4 separate regions of the Sus scrofa genome follow, and regions 2, 3 and 4 are each linked to region 1. The links are chromatin contacts, called in public Hi-C and promoter capture Hi-C maps. All regions are on one chromosome and are shown on one strand. Each heading gives the region's core, a stretch centred on a gene start, on an enhancer-like site or on the middle of the called end of the contact. The rest is flanking DNA. Distances are from core to core; before and after follow the strand shown.

Evidence for each region. Promoter capture Hi-C pulls out the DNA fragments that hold promoters and counts their contacts. Hi-C and Micro-C count contacts between places; a contact is called where the count stands out from the background.
Region 2: a promoter capture Hi-C map of fetal liver shows a contact between it and region 1, with 2.6 times the contacts expected there. The contact joins the promoter of LOC100517502 here to the promoter of SLC30A5 in region 1. A contact is called at or near these places in 3 of 5 promoter capture datasets (fetal liver, fetal skeletal muscle and liver), 7 of 47 Hi-C or Micro-C datasets (blood, embryonic fibroblasts, heart right ventricle and 4 more) and 2 of 2 datasets of contacts at active chromatin or transcription factors (alveolar macrophages and skeletal muscle).
Region 3: a promoter capture Hi-C map of fetal liver shows a contact between it and region 1, with 4 times the contacts expected there. The contact joins the promoter of MCCC2 here to the promoter of SLC30A5 in region 1. A contact is called at or near these places in 2 of 5 promoter capture datasets (fetal liver and liver), 7 of 47 Hi-C or Micro-C datasets (embryonic fibroblasts, heart right ventricle, liver and 3 more) and 2 of 2 datasets of contacts at active chromatin or transcription factors (alveolar macrophages and skeletal muscle).
Region 4: a Hi-C map of fetal liver shows a contact between it and region 1, with 2.8 times the contacts expected there. The contact joins the enhancer-like site here to the promoter of SLC30A5 in region 1. A contact is called at or near these places in 2 of 5 promoter capture datasets (fetal liver and liver), 9 of 47 Hi-C or Micro-C datasets (blood, brain, embryonic fibroblasts and 5 more) and 1 of 2 datasets of contacts at active chromatin or transcription factors (alveolar macrophages).

Annotation. Positions count from the first base shown.
Region 1 is chr16:47,283,309-47,288,041 of Sscrofa11.1, reverse strand. It overlaps SLC30A5 (solute carrier family 30 member 5), which reads right to left and starts at 3,068. Exons shown (of 16, transcript NM_001137624.1): 1 at 2,982-3,068. The coding sequence starts at 3,064. LOC110257255 reads left to right here and starts at 2,579. Exons shown (of 3, transcript XM_021076818.1): 1 at 2,579-2,584; 2 at 2,685-3,642. The coding sequence starts at 2,579. The coding sequence ends at 3,602.
Region 2 is chr16:47,794,839-47,799,048 of Sscrofa11.1, reverse strand. LOC100517502 (small EDRK-rich factor 1) reads left to right here and starts at 1,470. Exons shown (of 3, transcript XM_003134027.5): 1 at 1,470-1,630; 2 at 2,409-2,517. The coding sequence starts at 1,624.
Region 3 is chr16:47,914,346-47,918,960 of Sscrofa11.1, reverse strand. It overlaps MCCC2 (methylcrotonoyl-CoA carboxylase beta chain, mitochondrial), which reads right to left and starts at 1,653. Exons shown (of 17, transcript XM_005672531.3): 1 at 1,361-1,653. The coding sequence starts at 1,489.
Region 4 is chr16:48,087,505-48,091,757 of Sscrofa11.1, reverse strand. No RefSeq gene overlaps it. Among named protein-coding and RNA genes, the nearest start is that of CARTPT, 46 kb to the right of the region's middle. Within about 2 kb of position 2,652, at least 3 of the 83 cell types and tissues checked have an H3K27ac peak or open chromatin away from gene starts, as enhancers often do. A contact at or near this core is called in fetal liver and liver, where this site is marked.

The sequences.
Region 1 (4,733 bases), core at 1,819-4,318:
AGGATCCAAGCCGAATCTGCGACCTACACCACAGCTCATGGCAACGCCGGATCTTTACCCCATGGATCGAGGCCAGGGATCGAACCTGCAATCTCATGGTTCCTAGTTGGATTCCTTAACCACTGAGCCACGATGGGAACTCCTCAATACTTTGATTTTTAAAGTCTTGATTAATGAAATCTTCCTGTTGGGCTAAAAACAAAACACTAGCTAAGGTCAAGTAACCATAGACTAATAAGTACATATTCCTAGTTCATGTTGCACAGGGCAGCATACTAAGGGGCAAAGCTGAGAGGGTGGTGAGGAAGGGAGGCTCTTAAATGGGGGCAGTGGCCCCTGAGCCACTCACTCACTGACACTTGTGCAACTTATCAGGATCCAATCCACCTCCCCAACTTATAAATCATAATTTGCCACTAACCAGTCCCATCAAAGCTATCACTGGTCTTCTCTGTGAAGGTTAGAACATTCTTTGGTTTTTTAAACCTGGAATTACTGAAATCTGGGTTTGGGCTCAAACCTGCTTCTTGGGCTTTGCCCACTGTAGCAGCTCACAGTTCTCCAGGAAAAAGCAAAATCTGTGTATAATTCAAGTTTGATTCATTCAATCACTATTTAAGTATCTACTGTGCAGACTGTGCTATATGTGGGGTTTGGGGTAACTGACTCTCAGTTCAGTTAATAGGTGTCTCAGTTTGTGAGATAAGGACAACTAATGAGTCTGCAGCACTGTTGTAAGGATGAAGTGAGATGCTGTACTCAAAGTATCTAGAACCCAGGAAGGGCTTAACGAATGCTGGCTGTCACCCTCTGCCCCTGCCTGTAAAGAGGACTTATTAAAGCCAACATAGAAACATTTAAAACAATTCATATTTGTGACTTCAGTCAAAAAAAAAAAAAATCCACAATTAAAGGGTCTGACAATTAGTTTTTGGTGTAGATTATAAGGAGTTTTTGGATTTTTGTCTACGTATAGGAAAACTCTTGCAACCTGAAATCTATTAAAAATTCAACCAGTCCTGAGCTGAATTTGATTCTGCAATGAACTACAATAGGAGGGCACCTCTGCCAAGCAGAGGAAATAGTGGAAATAGTGGAAATAAGGTGGCAAAGGAATATTTGCCACACCTATCTAAGCTGTTGAGTAAATAATCTTGAACTATTTATTTATTTACTTAAAAATAGGAGTTCTTGCTGTGACACAGTGGGTTAAGAATCCAACGGCAGCAGCTTGGGTTGCTGGGAGGAGCAGGTTCGATCCCCAGCCTGGCAGAGTGGGTTAAAGGATCAAATACTGCAATTGTGGCTCAGATTCAATCCCTGGCCCAGGAACTTTCATATGCCACAGGCGTGGCAATAAAAGAAAAAAAATTCAAGTTTACAGAAAAGGTGCAAGAGTAGCACACCCTTTACTTAGATTCTCTAATTGTTAACATGTTCTCTTCTTTGCCTTATTATCTCTCTTTAATACAGTTTTTTTTCCCCTGAACTTTTTTTTGCTTTTTAAGGCCTCACTGGGCACATGGAAGTTCCCAGGCTAGGGGTCTAATCAGAGCTATAGCCACCGGCCTATACCACAGCCATGGCAACATGGGATCCGAGCCGTGCCTGTGATCTATACCACAGCTCACAGCAATGCCGGATCCTTAACCCACTGAGCGAGGCCAGGAATCAAACCTGCATCCTCATGGATCCTAGTCAGATTCGTTAACCACTAAGCCATGACAGGAACTCCCTCCCCTGAACTTTTCAAAGAGTAAGTTACATACATCCTGCTACTTTATCCCTAAATACTTGTGTTTCCTAAGATCATGAGCATACTCATAAAATCAGTGCAGTTATCAACTACAGGAAATTTAACATGGATATATTTTTATCTAATCTATTGTCCAGAGTCCAATTTTGTCAAGTGACCTAGTACTGTCTTTCACAGCATTTTCCCCTCTAGAAATCCACATCAGAATTGCCTACTGCATTTAGCTGTCGCATCTCAGGAAATAATACCTGATATCCTGTTATTTACAAAAACAAGTTGCTCAAAATAGATTAGAATTGAACTTGTACTACAGAAAATGCAGCTAATTTAAATTTTGCTCCAGCATTTGCTGTGTTCTTCCCTTTTCATAAAAAAAAGTTGCGTTAGTGATTCTATTTCTACAGTTCCAAGAATTTACCAAAACCATCTTTAAATCTCAAAGGAGTTTTCAAGAACAAGAAAAACTTAACCTCATTAACTATAAAGGCAATGAAAATTGTTGGGCCATGTTTTACGCATCTTTCACTCTACCTCAGAAATTAGGACAGGTCAAGAAGGACACACTGGAAAGTGGTCAGTATACTTACCTCTTGGGGATTAACGGGAGCATTGCTGGGAAGGGGATAAAGGGGGGATTTTTCCTTTTTACTCTATGAATTTCTGTGCTGCTTGAATTTTTGGACAACGAGCACACATTTCTTAATAACAAAACAAAATAAACGAAGAAAGGAAAACTAGATGACCGGCTGGATTCTTGGTGTGCGGGGTTAACCTGAACATCAAAGTTCATCTGTTTGTACTTTGGTTTCTTCGCCTCAAGAGATGACGGTGACCCTTCCTCTAACTTACGCAGGCAGACGTCAGAAAGGTTAAGTATCACCAACCCATTATTTCGGGGAGAAACAGCCAACAGAAATGCTTCTCATAGGTCAGAAAAACCTCTCACGTCAACTGGCTGGCAGTTCTAAGGTTAACGGTCTGCCTGGAAACCCAGATCTCAAGCAGAACCTCCTTGGATCTTAGAGCATTCATTCTGCAGAGAGGGACGGCGGAGCCAAAGAAAGCTAGAGGCGGCCTGGGAGCCGAAGCAGGGAGGACGGAGGGCTCCGGGGCGCGTGCAGAACCGAGGAGGAGTCCCGGGCTGTCAACGGGACGGGAGGGAGAGGGAGCTCGCCTGCGCGGGGAGACCGCAGATCGGGAGGCGGGTGCCAGATCAGTCCCTTACCGAGCGCTGGGCACGTCCACCGGCCCGAGGCCGCCGCCGCCGCCTGGGCCGGCTAACACTTCCCCGCCGTATTTCTCCTCCATCGCGGGGATCAGGAGCCGCCGCCGCTGCCCCTGCCGCGGGGTCTCCTCATGTCTCGCCGCTGCCGCGGAACAGCGGTCGCAAGCGCGTCACTTCCCCATGGCAGCGGCCCTGTCGGGTCCCCGCAGGCCGGGCCGCCGCCGCTGTCCCCGGCTCGCAAGCACACACGCGTCGGGACTAGGCCACGGACAGTTCCGGCGGCGCGGGGCTCCCCGGAGGCTCACCGGAGTGGACGCTGCCAGGCCACGTCACCGACCCAGCAGCCCTCACTCTCGGGGGAGTGCCAGGTTCTGCGCCTGCGCAGGACACACCACTCGCCAGCCCTCCCTCTTCCTTAGGCTCCTCCCACCGCGGGGCTACAGATCGAATCTTCACCCCCTCTCAGCCTCTCTCATTGACGCGGCCTCAGCGCATACCTGTCCTGCAGCGCCACCAACGGGTCGTCAGGAATATAGCGGATTCTTCTGCCGCGGAGGGCAGGGGCGGAGGAAATACACAGCGTGTGACGAAATAGAGTTTCTTTTAAATTCTGGCTCCTAAACTGTGCTGCTTAATCCTGCAGGCCAGTAAACCTAGGCAGGTAGGACCAGCCCTTATTAGGGTTATTTTTATGTTACTAAAAAGTTAAGAAAATGGTCTCCAGTGTCTGTCTTGATTTGATTCACAAATCTGCCACTTACTAATTGTGTCACTTGTCCTTTCTGACTCGTTTTCTGATCTGGAAAGTAAGAGTAGTAATATCTGTATCCTCGGGTTCTTGGGAGGATTGTGTGTGTTCAAATGTGAAAAGTGGAGTTCCTGTCAGTAGCTCAGCGAAAAGGAATCTGACTAGCATTCGTGAGGACACAGGTTCGCTCCCTGGCCTCACTCAGTGGGTTAAGGATCCAGTATTTCAGTGAGCTGTGGTGTGGGTTGCAGACACGGCTGGAATTCAGCTTTGCTGTGGCTGTAGTGCAGGCTAGTGGCTACAGCTCCGATTTCACCCCTTTGGGAAACTTCATATGCCATGGGTGCGGTCCTAAAAAGACACACACACACACACACAAAAGAGAAGTGAAGTGTGAATAACAGTGAATGGTATATACTAATCAATACATGTTAATTATTCATAGGGAAATTTGAGGACTGGGATTCGGAGATGAAAATGGGGTTTTGAACAGTGTAAATTATGATTAGCTTATGCTACACTTAATTTGAATATACAGAAAGTGTTAATAACATATAAGAGAACGAGAAGTCCTAGTCTCTGCCTGCTGGGACTTTGTAATCTATTGTGAAAAATATTTAGCAATTTGAGAGCAAGACCTTAGCAACATTACACATTAAATTCTCAAATGCTAAGGTTTTCCAAATAACCAGATAGGGATTTAGCCGGAAAAGACTCACTGATAGGACCTGACCTCGAACTTGGATAAGGTTTTGGATATGGGAGAAAAACATTGTGGGAAGATGTGTCGTATGTGTAGAATGCAGAGGAAGGCATGAAATTTAAAAGCTAAAGATGCATTTGTGCTTTTTTTTAGGGCTGCACTTGTGGCATATGGAGGTTCCCAGGCTAGGGGTCTAACTGGAGCTATAGCCGCTGGCCTACACCACAGCAACTCGGGATCCGAGCCACATCTTCGACGTACACCACAGCTCACGGCAATTCCAGCTCCTTAACCCACTGAG
Region 2 (4,210 bases), core at 221-2,720, 510 kb before region 1:
CCCATCATGGCTCAGAGGTTAGCAACCCAACTAGCATCCATGAGGATGCCGGGTTCAGGGTCAGAGGTCACAGATGCCACTCGGATTCCAAGTCACTGTGGCCAGGGCGTAGGCCAGAACCTGTATCTCTGATTGGACCCCTAGCCTGGGAACCGCCATAAAAAAAAAAAAAAAAAAAGTACACAAGGAAGGAGTTCCTGTTATGGCACAGCAGAAAAGAATCCGACTGGTATCCATGAGGACGAGGGTTTGATCCCTGGCCTCGCTCAGTGGGTTAAGGATCGGCATTGCCGTGAGATGTGGTGTAGGTTGCAGACGCAGCTCAGATCCTGTGTTGCTGTGGCTCTGGCCTAGGCAGGCAGCTACAGCTCTGATTCAACCCCTAGCCTGGGAACTTTCATAAGACAAAAAATAAAAAATGAAAAAAATAATAACCAACAAATTAAAAGCCTTACAAAATAGGATAATTTTAGGGTGTCCAGACTAACTCTACCCATTTTTCAGTTTGTAACAATTAACAGAATAGATGAAGATAATAAATACCAAGCATCTTTACATGTCTGCATCTAGCCATGACAGATGCTCCACCGCTTTTCAGTAGGTTTAAGGTAATTCTAGGCTATTCTGAATTCCTGGTAATACTACATTCCCTTCCATTCTTTCCCCATCACACAACCCAAGCACAGAGCCACGGAACTCCCAAAGTACTGTCCACCCTGACAAAGCATTGGGATAAAATAGGAAATGAACAGACTTGAGAGAGTCTGTTTTCAACTTGAATCTCACTTCTGCCTCACTGCACTGCTCCCTGCCTAGTAGATCTGTCGCTTCTGGTCTCAGTCTCAGTTGCTTCTTCCAAAAAAACGAGAACAATTAAGACCACCTTGCAAGCTTGATGGGTGAATAAAGAAGTAAGGGGCCAATACCACCTTTCGCAGAGCTAACATTCAATCTATCTATTCTGTCCCCTTCCTCTCTTTCTCCCCTCTGAAACGTGATGAAAGATCGCCCAGGACATATGGAAGTTCTTGGACCAGCGGCAAATTTGAGCCGCAGTCGAGACCTATGCCACATTTGTTTCCAGATTCTTAACCCACTGCTGCGGAATAGAGGATCCAACCCCTTCCGCTGCAGACACAACACGGGCTCCTTAACCCGCTACGCCACAGCGGGAACTCCTAGATATTCTAACTTTTAATGTCGCTACCCCAAAAATGGGGGCTGGTCAAGCCCCAGTTCGCTGTACGCAGAGAGGAAAGTCCACACACGCCTATCCCTCTCTCAGACACAGGCCCGCTTTCTGAACTCTACCAAACTTGCACGGCGGAACGACCCTGGCAGCACACTACTCTCCGCTGCGGCGGATCCGCGGCCCGCGCCAGGGACCGCACCGCCCCGCACCCACGCACCGCACCCCCGCCCCGCCGCCAGCGGCCGCGCAGGCGCAGTCCCTCTCCGGCCAAGCCGGCTGCTGTCTGGGCTTGGTGGGCGGGGCGGTCGACCTCTCTCAGGAGTATCCCGCCGCCGCGGGCTCTGTCTCTCAGATCTACCAGTGGGCACGGCTGCTGAGCGTGCGAAGTCGTTGTTTTTCTAAGTAGCTCTCTTCCAAGCTCAGTGGTCAGCATGGCCCGTGAGTGTGCAGACCGGTAGAGGAAGCCGCAGGGAGCGTCGGGCTAGGAAGTCTAGCGCAGAGGCCCAGCGGGCGGGAGGCGGGGGCCGGCTGGTGAAACCCGTTCTGTCCGGCGCAGTGGGGACCCGGTTTGCAGTGAGATGGGAGAGAGGGAAGGTTGGCTCCGGTCCAGCCTGAAAGGTCGGACAGGTATCTGCCCCTCCGATACAAGTTTACACAGCAAGGAGCACCTCCCTGGAGATGGCAGCCCTGGGAGGGGTCTTATTTTGGAGGTGACTTATAGCTGGTGCTTAATACTTAAAAAGTCGAGAGGCCTAATGAGGACCAGGAATTCTGAGTCTCTTCCCTCGTTCTTTTGTTTGGCCCTTGCAGGTAATGTTTTAGTAGCATCTGTCTTCGCTTGCTTAACAATTGAATTATCGTGGGCCAACTTGTGTGAGATGTGGTCTGTGATGTATCTTTCACTCTCCACCCACACTTCTCAAAAGCCAGAACTTATTTTGAAATACTGGCCCATATAGACAGACAACTGGAATGCCTGTTTGAAGAGATCTGGTATTTATAGGTAGTGAACACCTTAACTAGTATAATAATATTCTTAAGACCTTAAGTGTTTACCTCTTAGCTTCCTCCTTGTCGTCAGATCCAGGAACACCATTCAAGGCCATTCTTTGCTGGCTTACCACTTAAAAAGCAAACTTCAGATGCATTTAAATAAAGGCCTTAGAATGGAATTATTAATTTTGTAGATGGGAAAATAGCATGACTGTCTTCCTAGGTGGAAATCAACGAGAACTTGCCCGCCAGAAAAACATGAAGAAATCGCAGGAAATTACTAAGGGAAAAAGAAAAGAGGATAGCTTGACTACTTCTCAGAGAAAACAGAGGTAAGTGATACTAAAGGAATTCTCAAGTCACGGAAGTTTTCATATTGGAGAATGGAAAGCATTTTTTATTTTTTAAATCCTTAGTAGAATTAGGCCTAATCTGCAGAAGAGGGCAACAGCTCAGTATATGTTGTGCACCAGGCATGCTAACACTGTATTATGGGGCAGTCATTATTCCAACTCATGGATGAAGAATTTAAAGCTCTCAAACTGCAATTTGTTTTGCAGAAAGTCTTATGCAACTTTACCATAACCATGTGAATTTCATTTAGCTTCCATTGTTGGGTGCTAAGGATAAACATTATCTTTTTCTTTTTCTTTTTCCTTTTTTTTTTTTTTTTGTGCCTCACCCACGGCATATGGAGGTTCCCAGGCTAGGGGTTGAATCAGAGCTGCAGCTGCCAACCTACACCACAGCTCAGGGCAAGGAGGGATCCTTAACCACTGAGCAAGGTCAGGGATCTAATCCATGTCCTCACAGATATGAGGCAGTTTCGTTAACTGCTGAGCCACAACAGGAACTCCTAGGACAAACATTTTCAAAGCAGACATCCTACCCACTAGTCTGAATGACAGGTCACCAATTATATGGATAACTGTTCTGAAAGAGACACAGCATATATAGCTGTACTGATGTCTGAAGATCCATTGAATTGGAGAGAATGCAGGTGCACAGGTGTCAATGCAGGTGCTTTGACATATATGACTCTAAGTGACAAATAATATAAAACTGCTACAGAAATACTTTGAGACTGCCACTTAAGCTCAAGGAAAAGGATTCATGTTTCTAAAAAAAGTCAAATTTAATTTTATTCTAAAATTTTGTTGTCCATGTGGAACTTGGAGGTTAGGCGAATAATTGACTACACAGGCTTCAGTATGTCTTCTCTGTGGTCCTCAAGCCTGGCTGCACATTAGAATCACCTGAGAAACCTTCACTTCTGCTCAGGCCTGTGCCCTACACCTGGTCCTGATTTAAACTGGTCTGGGGTTGGGCATTAAAAACTGCTCTAGTCTATAGCCGTGCCACCTTGAACGTGTGCCATCACGTCTGATCTCGGAAGATAAGCAGGGTCAAGCCTGGTTAGCACTTGAATGGGAGACCGTCTGGGCATACCGGGTGCTGTAGGCTTAAGTGGGTTGGGGATCTGCTGTTGCCGTGAGCTGTGGTGTAGGTTGCAGATGCGGCTTGGATCTGGTGTTGCTGTGGCTGTGGCGTAGGCCGGCAACAGCAGCTCCAATTAGACCGCTAGCCTGGGATCTTCATATGCCATGGGTGTGGCCCTAAAAAGACAAAAAGACCAAAAAATAAAGATAAATAAATTTGGGAGTTCCCGTCGTGGCACAGTGGTTAATGAATCCGACTAGGAACCATGAGGTTTCGGGTTCGGTCCCTGCCCTTGCTCAGTGGGTTAAGGATCCGGCATTGCTGTGGCTGTGGTGTAGGCCAGCAGCCTGAATAGACCCCTAACCTGGGAACCTCCATATGCCATGGGTGTGGCCCTAGAAAAAACAAAAAGACAAAAAAAAATAGATTAAAAACTGCTCTAGGTAAATTTTATTGTACTTAAGTTAAACCTGACATTAAAAGCTCCCCATGTGATTCTGATGTGCACTCTGAGTTTAATGAGGTTCAAGGTTTTTACCATTTTCTTTGCATAAGTGTCTTACTGATACATTAGAGCTACTCATC
Region 3 (4,615 bases), core at 404-2,903, 630 kb before region 1:
TACATCTATACTATACACCTAAAATAGTGCCTAGACCACAGTAACCACCCAATGTTTCTGAATTAAATGTTCTCTCCTGATCCCAGGAAATTACAAGACTTTTGGAAGCCCTCATTGGATACTGTTTCTGCCTCAGCCTGCTGCTTTTCTTTCAACCTTACTGTTTTCCTAAAGGCAGGAATTATTTTAAATGTCTTAACTGAAAGTTATTTGCACAATTTAATGTTGTGGGGTTTTTTTGGGGGTTTTTTTTTGTCTTTTTTCTATTTCTTTGGGCCGCTCCCACGGCATATGGAGGTTCCCAGGCTAGGGGTCGAATCGGAGCTGTAGCTGTTGGCCTACACCAGAGCCACAGCAACGCGGGATCCGAGCCGCGTCTGTGACCTACACCACAGCTCATGGCAATGCCGGATCGTTTAACCCACTGAGCAAGGCAGGACCGAACCCGCAACCTCATCGTTCCTAGTCGGATTTGTTAACCACTGCGCCACGACGGGAACTCCTAATTTTTGTTTTTTTGTTTGTCTGTCTTTTCTAGAGCCACACCCATGGCATATGAAGGTTCCCAGGCTAGGGGTCTAATCGGAGCAACGCCGGGATCCTTAACCCACTGAGCGAAGCCAGGGATCAAACCTGCAACCTCTCGTTCCTAGTCGGATCTGTTAACCACTGAGCCACGACAGGAACTCCTGCACAATTTAATGTTATCTGTGTAGGCTTAGAAACCATGAGAGAGACTGAAAATTTCCAGCTCTGATATTTCACAAACCAGGAGTTGTCTCTATAACCTTGTGATGCCTCCCAAGTCCAAGAAAGACCATTTGAGACACATAAATGGTCTTAACATAGACCATTCTATTCTATTAACATAACCAACTATTTAAAGTCTGGGAAGCACAAGCCAGGGGGAGCTGTGCTAGGCCAGTGGTTCCCAAACCTGACAGCCACCAAGCCCCCCCCCCCCAACTTCATTAACTATGCAAACACTAGGACTCCACCCCGGAGACCAAAAAGATCCAGGGTGAGGATTAAGGCAGCTGTACTACGAACAAATTTCCAGGTGACAATTGCTAAACCAGGTTTTGAGAACAACTGATGGTAAAGATACAAAATACAGTACCACTGCTAAAAGGGAACTAAAATGTATCTGATTTTCTCTTGCAAACTTCAGGAATCCCTAGCGCGTCCCAGAATCCTGATGGGATCCAGAGAACAAAGCAGCCGCTGTTAAAGTGAGCCCATCCTCCACCCGCTTCCCAGTCCAGCCAGTGCCTCGGCCCGTCGGTCCGGCCCTGGAGGACAAGTGGAAGACGAATCACTGACTCAGGCTAGGTCCTCCAGGCCGCTCACCCAGCCTTACCTGGTAGATGGCAGAGCTAGAGTCTGGTTGAGTGCCCAGTGCGACCACGGAAGCCCCATGATAGGCGCGCAGCGTGGAGACAGGGACGCGGGCGCACGGCCTCAGGGCCAACCTCAGGGTAGCCCACATGGCAGCGGGCACAAAGGCAGGAAGGAACGCGTGAGAGCCGCCTGCGCCGATTCGGAGCCCAAGCTTCCCCCTTCAACTCCCCGTCTCGAGGCCACAGCTCCACTCCGCTCCAGGCAGCCCTAACTCGCCTGAAACCTCCCAGATTCTCAAGTCGACCTCCGCACGTGCTGACGCACGCCGTCCGTGATTGGTCGGCCTGAGCCCCACGCCCCCCAACTCAGCCAATAAGGGACAGGGGTGCAGCCCACGAGGCCTGTCGTATCGCGAGCCTGTGGAGACGCGCCTCCTAAGACGCTGAGCTGAGAGTTGAGAGCTGGGCTAGGTTTCCTTTCAGTCGGTCTCAGCTCTTTTGCTATGCACCATTTTCTTCTTCTCCTGCAGACAGAAAGGACATTGCGGGACTTGAAAAAGCTTATCTTATATGAGAGCTGGACACTGAACAAGCTGCCCTAAGAAATTAAACTCTTTATTCATCCATTCAACAAGTATTTCTTTTTCTTTTTTTTTTTTTTTTTTTTGTCTTTTTGCCATTTCTTGGGCCGCTCCCTCAGTATATGGAGGTTCCCAGGCTAGGGGTCTAATCAGAGCTGTAGCTGCCAGCCTACGCCAGAGCCACAGCAACGGGGGATCCGAGCCGCGTCTGCAACCTACACCACAGCTCGCAGCAACGCCGGATCCTTAACCCACTGATCAAGGTCAGGGATCGAACCCGCAACCTCATGGTTCCTAGTTGGATTCGTTAACCACTGAGCCATGACGGGAACTCCAACAAGTATTTCTTAGGTGTCTTCTGTCAGGTGCTCTTCGGGAGCTGGGGATACAGTGGAGAACAGGCACAGTGCCCTCCTTTATAAAGCACAGAGATCATGAACAAGTAAATTAAAAACTCTAAGAGTGATAAATTACAACTTGGATGTACATATTTTATATATGTTTTATATAGGATTATAACATTTCTAAAACTTTGCCTATAACAAATCTGGGCTTCTTATCCACTGGACAATGAGAAAAAATCTTATTTAGTCCACTTAAGTCTGAGACATTTTCAATTAGTTTTATACATGATGTTAGATAAAGGCCTGGCTAAATTCCTTAGTATATGGGTACCAAGTTTTCCCAACAACATGAAGAGACAGTCCTTTCCCCATTGAATAGTCTTTGGCTCCCTTGTCAAAAAAAAAATTTTTTATCAAAAATTATTTCGCATGCAATGGTTTTTTTCTGGACTTTCTATTTGATTCCATTGGTCTGTATGTCTGTCTGTATACCAGTACCACATAATTTTTATAGCTGTGGCTTTGTAATAAGTTTTTAAATTATTAAGTGTGAGTCTTCCAGCTTTGTTCTTCTTTTTCAAGATTATTTTGCCTATTGTTTTGTAATTGCTTTTGTAGTTTCCTTTTCAGGTTGTTCATTATTAGCATATTTAAATGCAGGAGTTCCTATTGTGGCTCGGCAGTTTATGAACCGGACTAGCATCCATGAGGACACTGGTTCCATCCCTGTTCTAGCTCAGTGGGTTAAGGATCCAGCGTTGTGATGTAGGTCACAGACGTGGCTCAGATCCACTGTTGCTGTGGCTCTGGCGTAGAGGGATGGCTACAGCTCCAATTGGGCCCCTAGCCTGTGAAACTCCATATGCTGCAGGTGCGGCCCTAAAAAGACAAAAAAAAATAGACAAAAAAACCCTCAATTTTTAACTGTGTACTGCTCTTTTGCAGAATTCATTAGTTCTAATTGTGTGTGTGTGTACATAATCTTTAGGGCTTCCTGCATGTAATAAATCATCTGTGAACTGTTATAATTTTACTTTATCCTTTCCAATATAAATGCCTTTTATTTCTCATTCTTACCTAATTGCTCCAGCTAGAATTTCTAGTACTATATCAAATTAAAATGGTTAAAGTGGACATCCTTAGCTTGTTACTGATCTTAGAGGAAAAGATTTCAATTTTTCACCATTAAGTATGATATTTGCTGTGGGTTTTCCCCATGTGGCTCTTATGATGTTAAGGTTAGTTTCCTTCTAGGTTTGTTCAGTGTTTTTTTCATTTGTTTTTGTTTTTTGCTTTTTATCCTTAGTATACATCTGGTGTTGCCATGAGCTGAGGTTTAAGTCCCAGACATGGCTCGGATCTGATGTTGCTGTGGCTGTGGCGTAGGCCATCAGTTGTAGGTCTGATTTGACCCCTAGCCTGGAAACCTCCATTAGCCACATGTGTGCCCCCCCCCCCAAAAAAGGATGCCAAAGCATAGAACTAACAAAAAAATAATTCATATCCTACCTTCAATTCAACTAGAAGATATATGGGAGTTCCCACTATGGCATAGTGGGTTAAAAATCTGACTATGGTGGCTTGGGTCATTTCAGAGGAACAGGTTTGATCCCCAGCCTGGTACAGTGAGTTAAAGCATCCAGAATTTCCACACCTACGCCTCTGAATCAGTCCTGGCCCAAGAACTTCCATACGCTTCGTGCGTGGCCATAAAACAAAACTAGGAAATATATGAAGGCAGTAGGCAAAAATAGGAAGAATAGTATCCATAAGGACTCAGGTTTAATCCCTAGCCTTGCTCAGTGGGTTAAGGATTCTGTGTTGCCATGAGCTGTGATGTAGGTCACAGACGTGGCTAGGGTCTGGTATTGCTGTGGCTGTGATGTAGGCCAGCAGATACAGCTCTGATTCAACCCTAGCCTGGGAACTTCCATATGCCAAGGGTGCGGCCCTAAAAAGACAAAAATAACTAACTAAATAAATGTCCATTGAAATGCAAACATTTAGATTAGATAACCCAGGAGTTCTTTTGTGGTGCAGTAAGTTAAGCATCTGACGCCTTCACTGCAGTGGCTTGGATCATTGCTGTGGTGTGGGTTCAATCCCTGGCCCAGAAACTTCCACATGCTCAGGTGCAGCTAAAAAAAAAAAAAAAAAAAAAAAAAAGACGTCAAGATCCTAATGTTTAGCACTATATCCAATCTCCTGGGATAAACATTGAAGATGAATGGATAAGATTTTATGTGTGCGTGTGTGTGTGTAAATATATATAATGGAATACTACTCAGTCATAAAAAATAATGAAATAATGCCATTCACAGGAACATGGATAGAACTGGAGATTCTCATA
Region 4 (4,253 bases), core at 1,403-3,902, 800 kb before region 1:
CTATGTTCACACAAAAGCTTGTCCACAAATGTTCGAAGCAACATTATTCAAAATAGAAAGTGGAAACAATTCAAATGTCAACCAACTCAGGAATGGATAAGCAGTAGTGATATGCCAATTTAATGAAATATTATCTGTCTATAAAAGGAATCAAATACTGACATGCTACGACATGAATAAAACTTGAAAGCACTGTCCTAATTGAAAGAAGCCAAACACAAAGGTCACATTTGTATGATCATTTATATGAAGTTCCATAATAAACAAATCCACACACAGAAGTAGATCAAAGATTGCCAGGGGCTGGGAGAGAGGAGAATGCAGAACGACTACCAACGGGTATGGGGTTTCTTTATGCAGTAAAGAAAATATAGTCTCTAATTGGATAATAGCAATGCTTGCACAATTCCAAATATTTTGAAAAACCACCAAATTGCAGGCTTTTAAAGGGTGAATGTTGTGGTGTGTGAATTATTAAGTTGATAACTTACAACATATAATAGTTTTTAAGAAGAGTTAGCAGTGGAACAGTCATAGATCATACAAACAAAAAATCTATCTGTTCCTAGATCCAGTATTCATCCTTCCCAATTAAAAAGAAAACACTGAAGCCACTCTGGATGAGTTATCGCTAATATTTACTTCAACGGATTTTTTTCTTTCAAATTAAAAGCAATAATATTTTTATTACCTTTTATTACAAGGCCCTCCAAATCCTAAAAGTTATCAGAGAAAAACCCAACAATAGTCCTCTTCCCTGCAACCCTCACTCCCACCATCACCTTTCCCTGAAGAGTACAAATGTTAAAAGCTAAATGTCTGCACTCTTCTCTATGCTCGTAGCAATGGATACGAAAAGAAAATCTTCACACCAACAAAGGTTTTTCTCTGATTTTACAAAAACTGGGTCATGCCATGCACATTTCTAACTTGTTTTCTTGTAGCTTGTCCTATAGGTTAATACATATAAATCAAACTCCTCCTTTTTAATGGTTATATAATATTCCAGAAATATGGACATGCCACAGCATATTTAACCATGCTCTATTGATGGCATTCAAGTTACTTCTTTTTTCGCACTTAATGTATACATTTATGTACATACAAACCAATTATTTTATTTCTGTAGGATAAACTTGTTCAAAGATTTAAAGATACAGAAAGTCATTACTTTGGACAACAATAAAAAAAGGTCTTTATTCCTTTAGACCATGGGATAGAGCACCATAGAAAAAATATATAAAAAAGAATGTGTAACTGAGTCATTCTGCTGTACAACAGAAACTGGCACAACACTGTAAAGTAACTATACCTTAATAAAACATAATTTTTAAATTAAAGGTCTTTATGTTGCATTAAACATCCTGCTTGGTGGAAATGGGAAAATGTATATATTTCTCAGCTCTGAGTCACAACCTTGTGGATAGATTAAGCTTTGTGGGCAAACACATAAATAAAATACAAATCACAAGTGCTCACCAAACAAGGTATTAGATCCTCTGTGTACGAGGGGGCAAAAGATGTGTCAGGACAGACACATTTCCTGCCCCAGGAAAACAAGCAGCCAAGGAAGGAAGCAGATTAGGGAAGCAGGCTGAACCCAAGCTTCCCGCTTGGACTGCCAAATTCCTCAAATCAACAACAAAGAATCCGATGAGGTTCCCAGGTTCAGAGATGGGGTTAGGTTTGGGATTTGGCTCAGGTTAGACCTATGATTTCTTTCGGACCATGGGTGTCCTTATTTGGCTATCTACTTTGCGTCTTCTCCTAGTTGGCTGGAGCCATTTTTTCAGGAAGGGAATACAGATGTTACAATCCCCGGACCGTGACTTATCTGAGGATGGCTTTCTTTCTTTTCTTTTTTTTTTTTTTTCCGTCTTTTTAGGGCTACGCCCGAAGCATATGGAGGTTCCCAGGCTAGAGGTCGAATCAGAGCCGTAGCAGCTGGCCTACATCAGAGCCACAGCAACCCGAGCCACGTCTGCAACCTACACCACAGCTCATGGCAACGCCAGATCCTTAACCCACTGAGCGAGGTCAGGGATCGAACCCACATCCTCTTGGATGCTAGTCAGATACGTTGCCACAGAGCCACTGTAGGAGCTCCTGAGGATGGTTTTCTTTTGTGGTCATGCACAAAAGCCAATGTGACTTAGTTTAAATGCTTGGGCCACAGCATTTTGTTCCTCCAAAACCCATAGATACGGCAGTTTTAGAAGTCTTCTCGCTTGTGGTAATTCTAAAGACAGCTTGAGTTTGGTTTCCCTGCTGGTGCCTTGCATGTGTGCACGGGTATAGAATATAAATAGAGTAAACTCTAAATGCACTCTCTGTCATTAAAATGGCTGAGAGCAAAACTGTCTGCTCTGATACATCCTTAGCTTATCCAAAATGATCAGACAGGGAAGGAACTCCACATGAACTCTGCCTATGGCAATGTGGCCATTACGTCACTAACTTTGAGTCTTAAAGGCCCCAAATAGTAAGGCCACAGCAAACTAGCCCGAGGCAATAATGTAGAGATCTGATTTTATGCCTCTCTTGCTTTATGTTACCCAATGCTATCAGAAGGAGCCATCCCACCCTGTTGTTTCAGAATGCCTCATACCACTTACTGGGAGGCAGCAGCTATTCCGTATGTCATAGCGCCACCCTCTGGTGGACCTAGGGAGTCCAGAATACATAGTTTTGCCATCTATGCTGTGGGCTGTGGGCTGTTGAGACCTGACATAGGAAGGGGAATATGATGGTTTTCTTCCTCTTTCTGGCTACTTCCCCCCAAAATCTGCCTTAGAGTCTCTTGCCAACTGGAGCAAAAGTGGAATTTATGGAAAGGATGTAGGGGAATATCCTCAAAATCTAAAAGAAGGACCAACAGGCTTGAAACAGAGCCCCTCCTGGAATTTCAGCTGCAAGCTGACAGTGGACATCGTGACATTGCAACTAGTCACTGGAATAGAAGTGACTATTTTCGTTCTTCCTGTTAACTCTGTTGAAGTTCCTGTTCCAGAGAGAGACTGTTCTATGGGGCTCGGGTCAGCGTCCCACTTCTTGGCAGGAAAGGATAAAGGGTCTGACAGTCCCATTGTACTGACTCAAGTGAGAAAGAGGCCATTCTCCAAAATAGTATTGTAGTGCTTTTAGAGGAAAAAAGCTCAATGTGTCCCTCCAGTTTATAGATAAACTGCCTTTCCAAGTGGATATTTGCAGGATTTTTTAACTTACGTAATTCAAAACATTTTCTTCACGTATATCTAGAGGTGGGTCTCTTCTGTTTTTGTCTGGAATGCACCGAGCCCCTTGAGCATGTGTGCTTGGGTTTTGTTTCATCCTTTATTATTGCTTCTATTTCATAGGTTATGCTATCTTTCCTAGGAACACAAACTATTCATATGTTGGATATTTGCTATGGCTTTCAATTTGTTTCCTTCTGCATGTGCCTTTTTTTCTGCATCCTAGAAAAGCCTTCCAAATCTGTTCTCCACATGACTGATGCTGATTGACATGCAAACTGTCGTGCACTGATTATGCTATTACTTGAAAGTGATCTATATCTTACTTGAATGGCTTCCATAGCCCAACCTGTTGTCTTTTCTTTTCAGCCTGTGTTCTCTTCCTGGCATCATGTTCATGTTTCACGACACTCAGTATCTCACTGAATTCTATTATTGTAGATACTAAACAATATCTGACAATTTCCATCTGGCTCCTTTAGGTTCTTCAGAGATAGGAAACTTCTATGAGCTTCCAGGATACTGTCCCCTGCCCTTTGTTCTGCCACATTTTCAAATGGACCCATCCCCACATTTTGTTTCATCTATGCTCACTCATTCTCAAACAAGGCAGGATCTATCCAGATTCACCGATAGCTAAGAGGTAGGCATTTGCCCTTAACCCCACTCTCTGTCTATTTAGGTATGCGTCAAATAATCTACCTAAGTCTACAACTAAAGAATAGATCAGGAGTTCCCATCGTGGCGCAGTGGTTAACGAATCTGACTGGGAACCATGAGGTTGCAGGTTCGATCCCTGGCCTTGCTCAGTGGGTTGAGGATCCAGCATTGCTGTGAGCTCTGGCGTAGGCCGGAGGCTACAGCTCTGATTAGACCCCTAGCCTGGGAACCTCCATATGCCTCGGGAGCAGCCCTAGAAAAAGACAAATAAATAAATAAATAAATAAATAAATAAATCAGAGTTCCCATTGTGGCGCAGCAGAAATTAATCCAACTAGAATCCATGAGGATGCATTTTCA